Linked DNA regions of Mus musculus: region 1 is linked to region 2. Evidence: chromatin contacts called from public promoter capture Hi-C data. All regions are on one chromosome and are shown on one strand. The core of a region is the stretch at or near the end of the contact, and the rest is flanking DNA. Distances in the headings are between cores, read along the strand shown. Region 1 holds the start of 1700025F24Rik (RIKEN cDNA 1700025F24 gene). Region 2 holds the start of Best3 (bestrophin 3).

The links. Promoter capture Hi-C pulls out the DNA fragments that hold promoters and counts their contacts.
Region 1: a contact with region 2 is called in a promoter capture Hi-C map of pre-B cells, with 4 times the contacts expected there. The contact joins the promoter of 1700025F24Rik here to the promoter of Best3 in region 2.

The regions. Positions count from the first base shown.
Region 1 is chr10:119,410,258-119,416,653 of GRCm38.p6, forward strand. 1700025F24Rik (RIKEN cDNA 1700025F24 gene) reads left to right here and starts at 3,187. Exons shown (of 4, transcript NR_040578.1): 1 at 3,187-3,362; 2 at 4,328-4,405; 3 at 4,862-5,108. It overlaps Gm40778 (a long non-coding RNA gene), which reads right to left and starts at 1,564. Exons shown (of 3, transcript XR_872101.2): 1 at 771-1,564.
Region 2 is chr10:116,984,114-116,989,965 of GRCm38.p6, forward strand. It overlaps Best3 (bestrophin 3), which reads left to right and starts at 2,201. Exons shown (of 10, transcript NM_001007583.1): 1 at 2,201-2,699; 2 at 4,502-4,669. The coding sequence starts at 4,518. It overlaps Gm46182 (a long non-coding RNA gene), which reads right to left and starts at 2,650. Exons shown (of 3, transcript XR_001779645.1): 1 at 2,561-2,650; 2 at 765-888; 3 at 1-269.

The DNA of each region.
Region 1 (6,396 bases), core at 1,937-4,436, 2.4 Mb after region 2:
GCCTTTTCTTTAGTAACTTATCTTTTACTGAAATAAACCTAAACAAGAGCATTCAGGAGGCTTCTTCTTGCAACAGTTTAGGAAATAAAGCCATCTTCAACAGTGAGAGAGGACACTTGCCCAGCACCCTAAACTTCAGAAGCTGTGCCTGGCATTAGAACACAAGCTACTCGCAGTGAGATTATCCCTGATAGAGGCAGGCACGGCAAGCTGGAGACACACTGATAGCACCCAATAAGCAGGTGATTTGATGCTTCTTGCTCTAGAGTCAGCTTTTCACCAATTAATTGTAAGAAACGATTTAAAAATTCAACAGTATTTGCTTGGGGAAGAAATAGATACTAAGATAGTGCTTGCTGCTGCTGCTCTCGATGACCGAGCTGCCAGATGTTAGGCCAGAGACAGGAATCTGTCATGTCCTAAGTGTATCTCAGTTTCTCTGTCTTATTTAAAGTCTCCCCTTCAATGAGAGCAACTATTTTATCTACTGCTCATCTGAAGAACACCAGATCTGTTTCAAATGCGAACTTGTCGGAATGAATCTTCAGAGACAAGACTCGAAGATCTGCAGCTCCTTCCGGAGGAATTTTTAAGGCTAATTGTGAACCTCCACCTTTTTTTTTTTTTTCCTCAAGCTGGCTTTAGAGCACCGATCCTGTTGTGACTTAAATACGAAATGCTCCCTCAATGGGTTCACGTTTTGAAACCTAGGTTGCTAGCTGGCAGAGCTATGTTTGAGGGTGCTAGAAACTTTTGGAGATCGGACCTACCTGGAAGAAGCAAGCCTCCAGGAACATCCCCTACAGCTCCGTATCCTTGCTCCTTCCTGTCTATTCTCTGTGCTTCAGGTCCACCATGCTGTGAAACAGCTTCTGACATTCGTCTTCTTCACCATGATAATGAAGTACGTGGAACCAAATAACTAGAGTTCCCGTGAGACCTCTCGCCAAAATAAATCCTTCCCCTCCGGACAAGCTTTTTGCAGGGGCTAAAACCATCTAACTCGGTCTCTGAGAATTTGCTACCCCAGCGTCCAAGCTGCCATTGCCATACCACTTCACGCTAAGTGCCTTCATTCCTAGCAACAGCAAAACAAAACAAAGAACCGCTGTGATGCCTGGTCTCCTTTCCCTGTATACTTCTTGCTTTGCAATACAGCAGTAAGGGGGAGGACAGGAGGAAGTCTAGCAGAGGCTTGTTTTCCAGAGCTCTTCTCAGCCTGGCTGGGCTCTATACACCCTGGGTATCCCACCGGTGAGCATCGTGAATGCACAGTTTATTCTGCTTGTTGCTATTCTGTTATCAAATCAGAACCTTGTTGCAAAGATCTGAGACTTTGTTGTTACCTTCATGGCCAGGTTTGTTGTGATCCTGGGATTTAAGTGGTAGTGTCACCTGTTAACATTGCCTGATTTTGACCTGACTCTCCTTTGCCTTTCTCTCATGGAATACTCAGGTTGTCAGGTAGTACTCACTTACGGTTCCTTTTATTCAAACACATCTATTTAGTATGTTTGTTATTTGTGGTCTGTTGTAGAAATATTTCATCCCAACCTGGGGTTTCTACCCTGCCTTAGACCATTTAGTTCCCAGATAAAACACACACACTCTCTTTATATTTACAATACAAACAGAACAAAATCTGAGCAGCTGCCTACCCTCTTTGCTGTTAGAATCTACTTTCCTATTGATAACCCCGAGTTATTACTTGCTAAATTTCATCTGGACTGCCCTTAATTCCAGTGACCCAGCCCTCTGGGCCATGTTCTATTGACTTCTAACCCATAGAGGCTTTTTCTTCTTCCCCCTACTGCACCTTCTTTTTTTCCTCATGATCACCTTCTGACCCCAAGGCAGTGAAACCTGAACCCCACCTATGTTTCTTCTGCCCAGGTATTGGCTGTTGGCATCTTTATTTACCAATCAGAATGGGGTCAGGGTCAGTTAGCATTTTACTGTGGACTCTCTTGCCTCTGGGACAACCAGGTCTTGGGGACCTGCACTTAGCATTGCAATAGATAGAAAAAGACCAAACCCCAACAGTTGTCCATTTTTGCCTACTCTATCCAGAGATGGGTCTTAAACATGAGAGCCATGTTTCACCTACCTAAGTGTTTCACACACAGTTGTTGAATGAATACTGAAACTTTCTGCATTCGAATCCCCTGAACAGAAGTTATTTGAGGGGTTGATACAGAAGAAAGCCTCACACCTGTGCCAAACTCTGTCTTTGTCATTATTAAAACTTCTATACGGTGCTCATCAGTTATCAGACCTACACAAAGAGAGGTGCGATGTCTAAGACAACTGACTGTTTGACAGTCACCCAAAAACCCATTACTACAAATACATTCAGAGGAGAAATTCATATGATGAAAATGTCTAAACCTAGCCAGTGGCCCATTTATTTTAAATTAGGCTTTTATCTACAAAATCCTATTATAGCAAAGTGATTTAAACACATTCTTATGTCTTCTCTCTAATGTGACTTAACCTGTATGTCAAGAAGATTTCAATTAAACGTTTTGATGAGGAATATGCAATTTTTTTTTGGATTACAAGAGTTATTTTAGCTGAGTGGTGGTGGGTCACGCCTTTAAACCAAGCACTTGGAGGCAGAGGCAGGTGGATCTCTAAGAGTTCGAGGCCAGCCTGGTCTACAGAGTGAGTACCAGGACAGCCAGGGCTAGACAGTGAAACTTTGTCTCAAAAAAACAAGACAACATAAAAAGAATTGTTTTAAACAAATGCATGTTTGATAAACTCTCTAATGTCAAACTCTCAGTTGTATCTCTTGCTCTTCTTAAATTGTCTTCAGGACTGACAGAGACAAGGCCTGAAGCGTTCCAACTTTTACCTGCAGATGCCCTCAAAGAGCAAAACTCATGCGTTTAAATACATTCAGGATGTTGTCGCTTCTGTCTCCGACCAGCAGAAAAGAGTGACAACACAGAGTTCTTCTCAAATCAGTTTATTCAGGAACCTTCCGACATGCAAGCAGGACTCTCCTCTAGCCCCCAATCGCAATCCCTTACATAACCCCTCAACCATGCCCCATCAGCCCAGTCCACGTAATCTCAGTTCATTGGCCTTCGTCAAATGCCCTGATCTTAGGTCATGGTGCGCCTGCGCAGCTCTCACGATGGACATGGCTTATTTCCGGGTGTATGAGGAAGTCAGGCTGCAGTCCCGGGCACCATCTTGGGACAACCGCCACACCCGCTCCCCACAGGATGTTATGTAAAATGCTAGCCTCTGGTCCCTCTGGTCTTGCTAACAGCACTTAAAGCTTACAGACAGACACCTGCTCACCTCAGAAGTACATGTGATAGATTTGATAGGAGTAAACAACAGTGCTCCAGGTCAGTGATGTGGGTCATAGTTTTTCTCCCTTTATTAAAATTCCAATGTCATGGCTAGAGTTTTTATTGTTGAGATGAAACTCCGTGACCAAAAGCAACTTGGGAAGGAAAGGTCTACTTAGCCTACTTTTCCGTATCACAGTTCTTCTTCATCATCATCATCGAAGGCAGTCAGGGCAGGAATTCAAAACAGGACAGGAACCTAGAGGCAGGAGCTGATGCAGAGGCAGTGGAGAGGTGATGCTTACCAGCTTGCTTAGCCTGCTCAGGACCCAGGACCACCAGCCCAGGGATGGCACCGCCCACAATGGGCGTGGTCCTTCCCTATCAATTGCTAGCTTTACAAGGCTTGCTTTCCTAACCTTACGGAGGCATTTTTAAAATTGCATTTCTTTCCTCTCAAGTGACTTTAGCTTGTGTCAAGTTGACATAAAACTAGCCAGGACACCTAGTTTGTTTTATTTTGTTCACAATGAGTCATTGTAATTTATAACATCTGACCTCAAACATAAAAGGATGGAGATTGTGTTCTCCAATACAAAAACTAAGCAGGATGCTCTGTAGTTCTAGGAATCAGACACAGAGCAGTTGGAATCCTGGACCCGGCTCTCCCTACCTGAACTTACGTTGGGTGCACTTTACAACTCTTGGGATACATTAACTCTTCACTCACTAAGCAAGCCTGTTGGTACCCACCACGGAGTCTCACTAGTGACAGAACCTCAGGCGGTGACTCATACATGCACAAAATATATCCTACCCCAGCACCTATATGCTCTGGTATGTACTTCACTAGAAGCCTTAACTAAATCATGTCTCCAATTTGCTTCATTTGGAATGTTCATAAAAATACGAAGCTCAAATCTCTTAACTGTGCTTGATCCATGATTACGTCTATTGGAAAACATCATGCAGAAATAGTGTCATCCTGAAAATACCCAAGTCATTGGATCTCTATTTCACAGGTCTGAGCCTTGTCTGAAAACCTGGAAATAATCGTGACATTTGAGGAAGCTTAAAGATCGCCATTGATCTTTGTTAAGGTAAGTGATTCGTCTAATAGTTCCTAATAGTTAAGCAGCCCTGGAATGTAAGGGAACTCACCCACTGTGGCGGGTGGTGGGTGGGAGTGAGAGCCGGGTGCCCAGGAAGGAGAACAGGCGGCTTGTGAGCAGTTCAGGGAGTTCTTGCTCCATTCATCGCGTTCTCGGGTGCTAGGTCTTTCTACAGTTCCAGAGTTCAAAACATGTTCCTTTAACAGTGTGGGAAAAGAAGATCAACAGGGGCAGGGAGACAGAGGAGATGAAAGGGGATGGGGAGGGGCCTGAGAAGCGGAGGGAAACAAGAGTAAGTGGACCAAGATCAAACTTGCTGAAAAGCTGTGGCAGGGCGAAGTGGGGCAAGGGCAGGAGTGAGGTTTCCGCGTCCTTTCCCCTAGGCGAGTGAGCACCAACCGTCTTCCCATCACAGGAAAATAATCTTTTTCTCTTCACCAAAAGGAAGAAAGCTTTAAGCATCCATCCTTCCTGCTGAGCCGCAAGGATCTGGTGGCAGTTAAGTGATTGCTACAGTTGGCCCCCCTGGCCACCCTTCCCCTGCAAAGCGCCAGCTGAGGTTGAAGGAGATTCATCATTTGCTACTTCCTCAGCCTACATCAAGCCCTATTCAGGCCCTTTTCTGCCTAATGAGGCCCGCAGAGCCACCAGCTGCTGCTGCTTATCCTTGAATCAACCAAAGTAGCAGCAGGTAGCACCCATCTGCCACAAATTTGGGGTTGCTAAGAAATGTAGGTACCAGTAGTCACCATTAGTTGACTGACTGACTAGTATATGCTAAGCAAAACGCTAAGGGTTTGGGTATGCACATTTAAACATTCTGGTTGCTTGTGGTGTGTGTGTGTGTGTGTGTGTGTGTGTGTGTGTGTGTGTGTGTTTAAGACTGAGAAGTGGGCATGAAAGTTAGAGGACAGCTATTAGGAGTTGGTTCTGAAAAACAAGGCTGCCTCCATTTTAGGCTTTAAAAAAAATCCTATAGCGGGGCTGGAGAGATGGCTCAGTGGTTAAGAGCACCGACTGCTCTTCCGAAGGTCCTGAGTTCAAATCCCAGCAACCACATGGTGGCTCACAACCATCCGTAATGAGACCTGACGCCCTCTTCTGGTGCATCTGAAGACAGCTACAGTGTACTTACATATAATAATGAATAAATCTTAAAAAAAAAAAAAACCTATAGCAAAGACATACTAGATTTATACCTGTTTATGATTAAACCTCTGTTTCTCAAGGATTGGGCTATGCCCCCCCCCATAACTTTAACTACAAATAGTTCTATCCTGCCTGTTGTAGGAATGGCAATTATGTCTTCGTTTCAAAAAGCTGTTTATAGCTATCTGCCTATAACAAGTTTACCCTTGTTTCAGAAGGTTGTATGACCACCCACGACTACCTTGCTTTGCCCACCTTGCAACCAAGTCTTTTTTTTTTTTTTTCAGGAGGGACTAACCTGTTATGCTTACATTCGGCTCCTGTAACCCTGACTATTTTGCCTGCCAAATCCCCCATTTGCAACCCCCCTCCCCAATCCCTGCACTCTAAAAGCCGTGTCTTCCTCACCTCCAATGCTGACCTCTCAAATGCTGCCTTAGGGGAAGACAACCCATGTATATGAGGGGGAAAAAAAAACCCTTGCTTTAATCAATTTGGCCATGGTTATCAGGGCTGGTGGTCTTTCTCCTCCCACCTTTGGGACTAACAGTTTTCTCCTTGCAGCATGGGGCCAGACGATTGGCATCAGGCTTGACTGGCAAGCACGTTACCCATTGAGTCATCTTGCCAGCCATATGTGCGTTATTTAACACACATTCATTCAACAGTAGATAAGAGCCTACTATATACAAACCATCATGCTGGAACACTAAAGATAGAATGGACCCAGCAGATACAAAGCTTCTTATTGTAGACACATGTGGCCTACCAGCCATTCCACTTTTCCTCAGCTTGAACTGTGAAATTTTCACTTTTTGTCAGTAGCTCGT
Region 2 (5,852 bases), core at 951-3,450:
ACCCAACCAGCTGCCTGGTTTAGAGCCATAGATGCCATCACGGAAGCCCAGGCTGGCTTAGTCCACCAGAGATGGAATAAAGTCCGGGTTCTCAGGACACTTACCATCAGGGAAACTTTACCTGTATGGTAAGAATCATTGTGAGTGTTGTTCACAAATCAACTGAACTGAGATATTCTGTTGTTGAGAAATTGATCAGTCAATGGAACCGGGGGAGACGCTCGGTCGGTAGAACAGTTGCCTTGGAAACGCTGAGTTCAATCCCAAGCCTCCACATGAAAAGCAATCAGGGTGGTGTCTGAGAGTTGGAGACAGGTAGGTCCCTAGGGCTCATGGTGGGCTAGCCTGGCCTACTGGGAGAGTTTTAGGCCACTAAAAGGTTCTGTCTCGAAACAAAACAGTGGACACTATATAAGATAATCCATTTGAATTTTTAAGCTTTGTTTAGCTATGTTGTTTTACTTAAGCTTTGACCTTAGTCATGTCCCCTCTGTATCTAACGGCATGCTCATGTAGGGATTGTCTACCACATCTTTGTAGCAGAAAAAGAACACTATGGGATACCTGGTGGCCTTCACCAACCCACAGTGCTTACACCGCACCTGCAAAGCATGCTGATTTCCTGGTTTTCTGTTAAGGCCACTGCAAATTACGCTGTTTGGGGGCCGCTACACATCTAGCCGGAGCGGGGAGGTATAGAGCCTGCAGTGTTTCCCTTTTGTACACACAAGGGTTTATAGAAGTTCAAATTCCATAACGCTCACCAAATCTGAAAACTGTTTACAATATTGCAGGTCTAACCGCCCACTTTCTCCGCAGTACAGATGTAAGATGTGGCATACGACGTTTGCATTCTGCATGTTCACAAATCCCCCGTGGTACTCAAAGCTGTGGAAGTGTGATAACCAAACAGTAACAAGATCCAGTACCCGTTAATGGAGCCCCAGGGGTGCGATCAGTTAGCACACAATTACTAAATGAATATTCATTATTCACAGGACCCCCGACCTGAAGTTAGCAACAAGAGGAACAGGGACAAATAAGCCAGCAATACAAATAAGCCAGAAAAATTAATCTGTCAGGACTCTAAAGCGCTTGCGGTTTGACCAAGTCGCTCACATGCACATAAGGTTGACTAATTCTTTAGAAATTTGAATTTTATGTATTCCTTTTTAGGGCTGTGGGGGAAGCATCCATTTGCTTATTTGTTTTGAGGCTATCCTGGAACTTACTGAATTGCCCAGGCTACCCTTGAACTCAGGGTAAGTCTCCTGCTTCAACTTTCCCATCAATAGGATTACAGTCATGACCCACCAGGCATAGCCTAGTCTTGATTTTTATAATATTTTATTCTACATGTTTCTCTACAAAAACTATTTTTTGCTATTCTCTTTAAGCTTGTGGTGTAATGACAGGTGGAAAAATTACCTCAGAAAGTTAACAGGGTCTCAGGAAATGACCCTCAGATTAATTAATTAGTCTATCACCTACAGAACTCAGATGAGCAGCCTCTTTTAAGAAAGAAAATATCTATTATTATAAATCTGAAAGAAACCATCTCGAATAACAAGCTTTTCTGGTTAACCATGGGAGAAACATAATAAGACAGAGGGTTACAGTTTTCCACTGCACCAGGCCATCACATAATTCTCTGTGCACTTCTAAAACACACACCACACACACATACACCACACACACACATACCACACTCACATGTACACCACATACTTACCATACAAATATACTCACATCCTACACATACATGCATGCACATATGGATGTGCGTGCACACACATATATAAACCACACACATGTACACACACACATGTACACAATACACATGAACACATACACACCTATACACCATACACATATATACAACACACATGCACTTACATACATACACACACACACACCTATATACCACACACATCTATACACCATACATATCTATACACCATACACATGTACACATACACACCTATATACCACACATGTACATAAATGTACTCATACCCTAGACACACATGCATGCACACACACATATATACCACACATACACATACTACACATGCACATAAATATACTCACATCCTAAACACACACACACACACACACTCTTGCTGCTTTTAATGGAAGAGCATTCTCAAGATCTCTCAGAAGATCAGAATTCTTGCTTTCATTCCTGTCTGCCCCAGTGTATGGCTCCATAAGAATTTATTCTTCATTTCATGCACAAAAAGACTGTCCTAATCCCCTCTTTGGCTACTGGAGTATGTTCAGACCTTTTCAGTAGAAAAAGGCTTTTCTTCCTTGATCCCAGGCCAGAGTTGAAATGAATCTTAACTGGACTTAAATGGCCCAGCATCCTCCCGCCACCGCCGCTGACTTCTTGTTCAAAGGGGTACTTTGGGCGGCAGGTGGAGTTATAATTATAGATTAGAAAAAAGCACCATCAGCAGCTGTCACTTCTGTTTGTCCCCAGCTATAACTGTCATCAGTGGGCAAACTGGCACAGACAGGCCTCTGCAAGTGGAAAAACATTTAACCCTGGACTCACTACACGCTGGATCGCCACAGCAGCAGGAGAACTAGGAGGAAACCCAGCTGGTCACCAGTGAGGGTGGAAGCCGGCACCTCTTCAGGGACGGCAGATCGTTTGAAGATTTCTCTTCCCTTGAGAGACTCCAAAGAAATAGGTTAGTGCGCGAGCCGGCTTCTGCACTTGAACGTGACCTTATGCTTGGTGGGCGTCGGGTTTCGGACAGAGCCTGAACTGAGGGTGAAGGAGTGAATGGAAGAAAAGGGGATTGGTTAGAGGCTGTCCCTTGACGGGGCCTGCCTGGAGAAGAGCTTAGGACATTGCTGTTCTGTTCTCCCCTGTCGCTGAGTTCTCCCGAGGCAGAGAGACAAGGTGGCGATCTCAAAGCGAAGCCTGTTTTAGGGCAGGCACCCCACCCTTCTGTGGTGTCACCTACTGACTTAGGCAAAGGGCCCTGGTTTGTTTAATTAAAATCAACAACCATGGAGGACAAATCAGCACTTTGCTGTTGTTGCTGTGGATACAGCTGCCAGCTCTTACGTCCTTAGAGAAACTGGATAAATCACAGTTGGATATTTGCCTGTCTAAATGAAACATTCTCTTATTTGTGATAGAATGTGTGATATAAATCGCTCTACGGGGGGAAAAAAATATGCTCTAGGGTTTGTTTGGTTGGGTTTTTGTGTGGGTGTGTGTATTATAATTTTGACCTAAAATCTATCAGCCTGTGTTGCTCTGTGAGAAGTTCTTTGTAGTTCCTTTGGAGAAAAGTTAACATTTTAAAGAGATCTCCTTTTGTTTGCATGTGACCTATACTACCCAGTTAGCTGAGTAAGGTTTCCAAACAAAGGTCGGCTTTGAGCCATCTATTCGAAGTCCGATGGCACATCTCAGTGAGAAGCCGAGGCATGCCAGGGAGCTCAAAGAAAACTGGGATTAGGCCCCATTCTCATCCTGCCCACGTCCACGAAATGAATCCAGAACAAGGTGTTCTAAATTACAGACACACTAGGGATGTAGCACACATGAGACAGTGCCTGCCCAGCACACACAAGACTCGGTGCCAAGCAAAACGCTAAGTAAATACTACATACAGTGGCGGTGGTACAGTCCCACAATTCCAGCGCTCACTGGAAATGGAGCAAAAGTTCAAGGCCAGGTTCAAGGTCAATGTGGGATGACCCTGTCTTCCAAAATAAGAAAGAAAAGACTCAGTTTGTTTGTCTCTGATTATTTCATTGAGACTTTCCAAGGGGAAAGTGTAGCCTTTTTAATATCAAGTTTACGGCTCCCTTTGAAAGGTACAGAATTCCGACTGTACACCCTGAGAGCTGCTGAGAGACTCACATCTCAGGAAGATACCCCCACCCCCCGACACACCCAAGTAGCCCATCTGTTAAACTGCTCTGGGGGCCGGGCTTCCTCCTGACAATCGCTCCTGGTTCCTAAGAAGGGATCAATAACTTTTTCCTCTTAGGAAGTTTAAAGGTGAAATCAATATTTCTTTAAGGATTTTAGCAGACACTGGCCCAAACAACGAGTATAGCCACTGCTTTTTAAAAACATCATCAGTTTAGCAAACCAATTTCCTAAATCCTCCTGCGACTAAGAAGTGGCTAGTATGCCTCATGTGCTAATGTTGATTATGTATTGGGCAAAAGCTACAGACTCTAAAATAATGCTTATCGAATGCAGAAATGTCAGGGCTTCTAAAAACAGTCTTTCTAGGGACCATCTTCTTCTCCTTCTGTGTCAGATTTAGTGCCGAGATGCTAGATGGTGATACGGTATTATCTACAAGTTCTAAACTATGAGAGGAGTGCGTGATGCATGGAGGGTGGGTCAGCTGATTAGTTTTTGGCTTTAGTTTCCTTTGGTTAAGAAAGAAAGGGAAAGTGTATGCCTGTGTTGACATCCAACTTTGCTTTTCACTCGTGTTTTGTCTTCTTGCTCTTCTAGAACAAAACCACCCACGATGACTGTCACTTACTCCAGTAAAGTAGCAAATGCAACATTTTTTGGATTTCATAGGTTGCTTCTCAAGTGGAGAGGTAGTATCTACAAGCTGCTGTACAGGGAATTTATTGTTTTTGCTGTTCTTTACACAGCAATCAGTCTGGTGTACAGGTACCTTCGTTTTGCATGTCTCCTTAAATGGCCCCCCCAGGCATTATGTAAGAATACAGTCTCAAAAACTGGATCCCCTTGGTTGCCGCTAGCCTCTGCATTATGTAACAATCTCCCCACCCCTCCCCACCCCCCGCATGAACCTCTCTGGCGTCCTCTCTTCAGGATAGGGTATTTTAATCCACACCTAACCACGTATTTGGAGCAATTGACAGCCACCGTTCAGACAATGGGCTCTAATTCCAGCCCCACAGAGATGGATCCCGATGAGGTATCAGCCTAGCTGCTTTAAGTGTCAACTGAAAGTTTTATGCTGACATCCTCATCGGTGTGCCGATTAACGGCCAAAGCCCACAGACAAATGCTTTTGTGTTTCTCTCAGTGATGTCATGTGGAGTTTGAACATGTGATCTGACAGCTTACTGCAACTCTACGTGGAGTTAACATATGGGTGAATAGAATTTACCAGACAGCTTTCCTTCCTGTAGTCTGGATGGTAAGCTCTGACCTGGGATGATGTCCTCCAACCTCACCAAAGAACTAAGGCCTGAGGAATAATTTGTTCTCTTTATGTCTTCTGATTTCAGGATGTCACATTTGCAAGAGAAGGTATCTATTCTTTATAACACGGGTACCTGTCAGGTTCATACTTTGAGGGCTAGCATATCCACCTCTCCCAACTGAAAAGTATTGTCTTAGTAACATTTCATCACTGTGATTAAAAAAAAATGAAGCTTTAGGAGTTAATAAACTAAAACTGAATTACATTGGAGGAAGCTAAAAGGAAAGCCTAAGATTTTCAAGGCTGTATTTCCACCTTAGCTAGGTATAAAATTTTTTCTTCCATCGAAGGTGAACTAACTGTGAGTCACAGTCTCACCTACATCCTTCTTTGAAACTATGAGACTCCACTTGGAGAGGAGAGGTATTCATTTAGTTGGCTGATCATTTCCAAAAGCAAACTGTGAACAACTATCTTGTTCACAACAACCCATCAGTACTTCCAGCCCAAAGATGAGGATGTAGCTCAGTTGGTACAATGCCTGCCTAGCAAGCACAAAACCCTGAACTCAATCCCCAGGCACTGATAGCACACACCTGTAATCCCAGTATTGAGGCAATGGAGACAGGAGGATCCTGTTCAAGATAACTTGCTGCTTGAGTTATAAGAAACTCTGTCAAA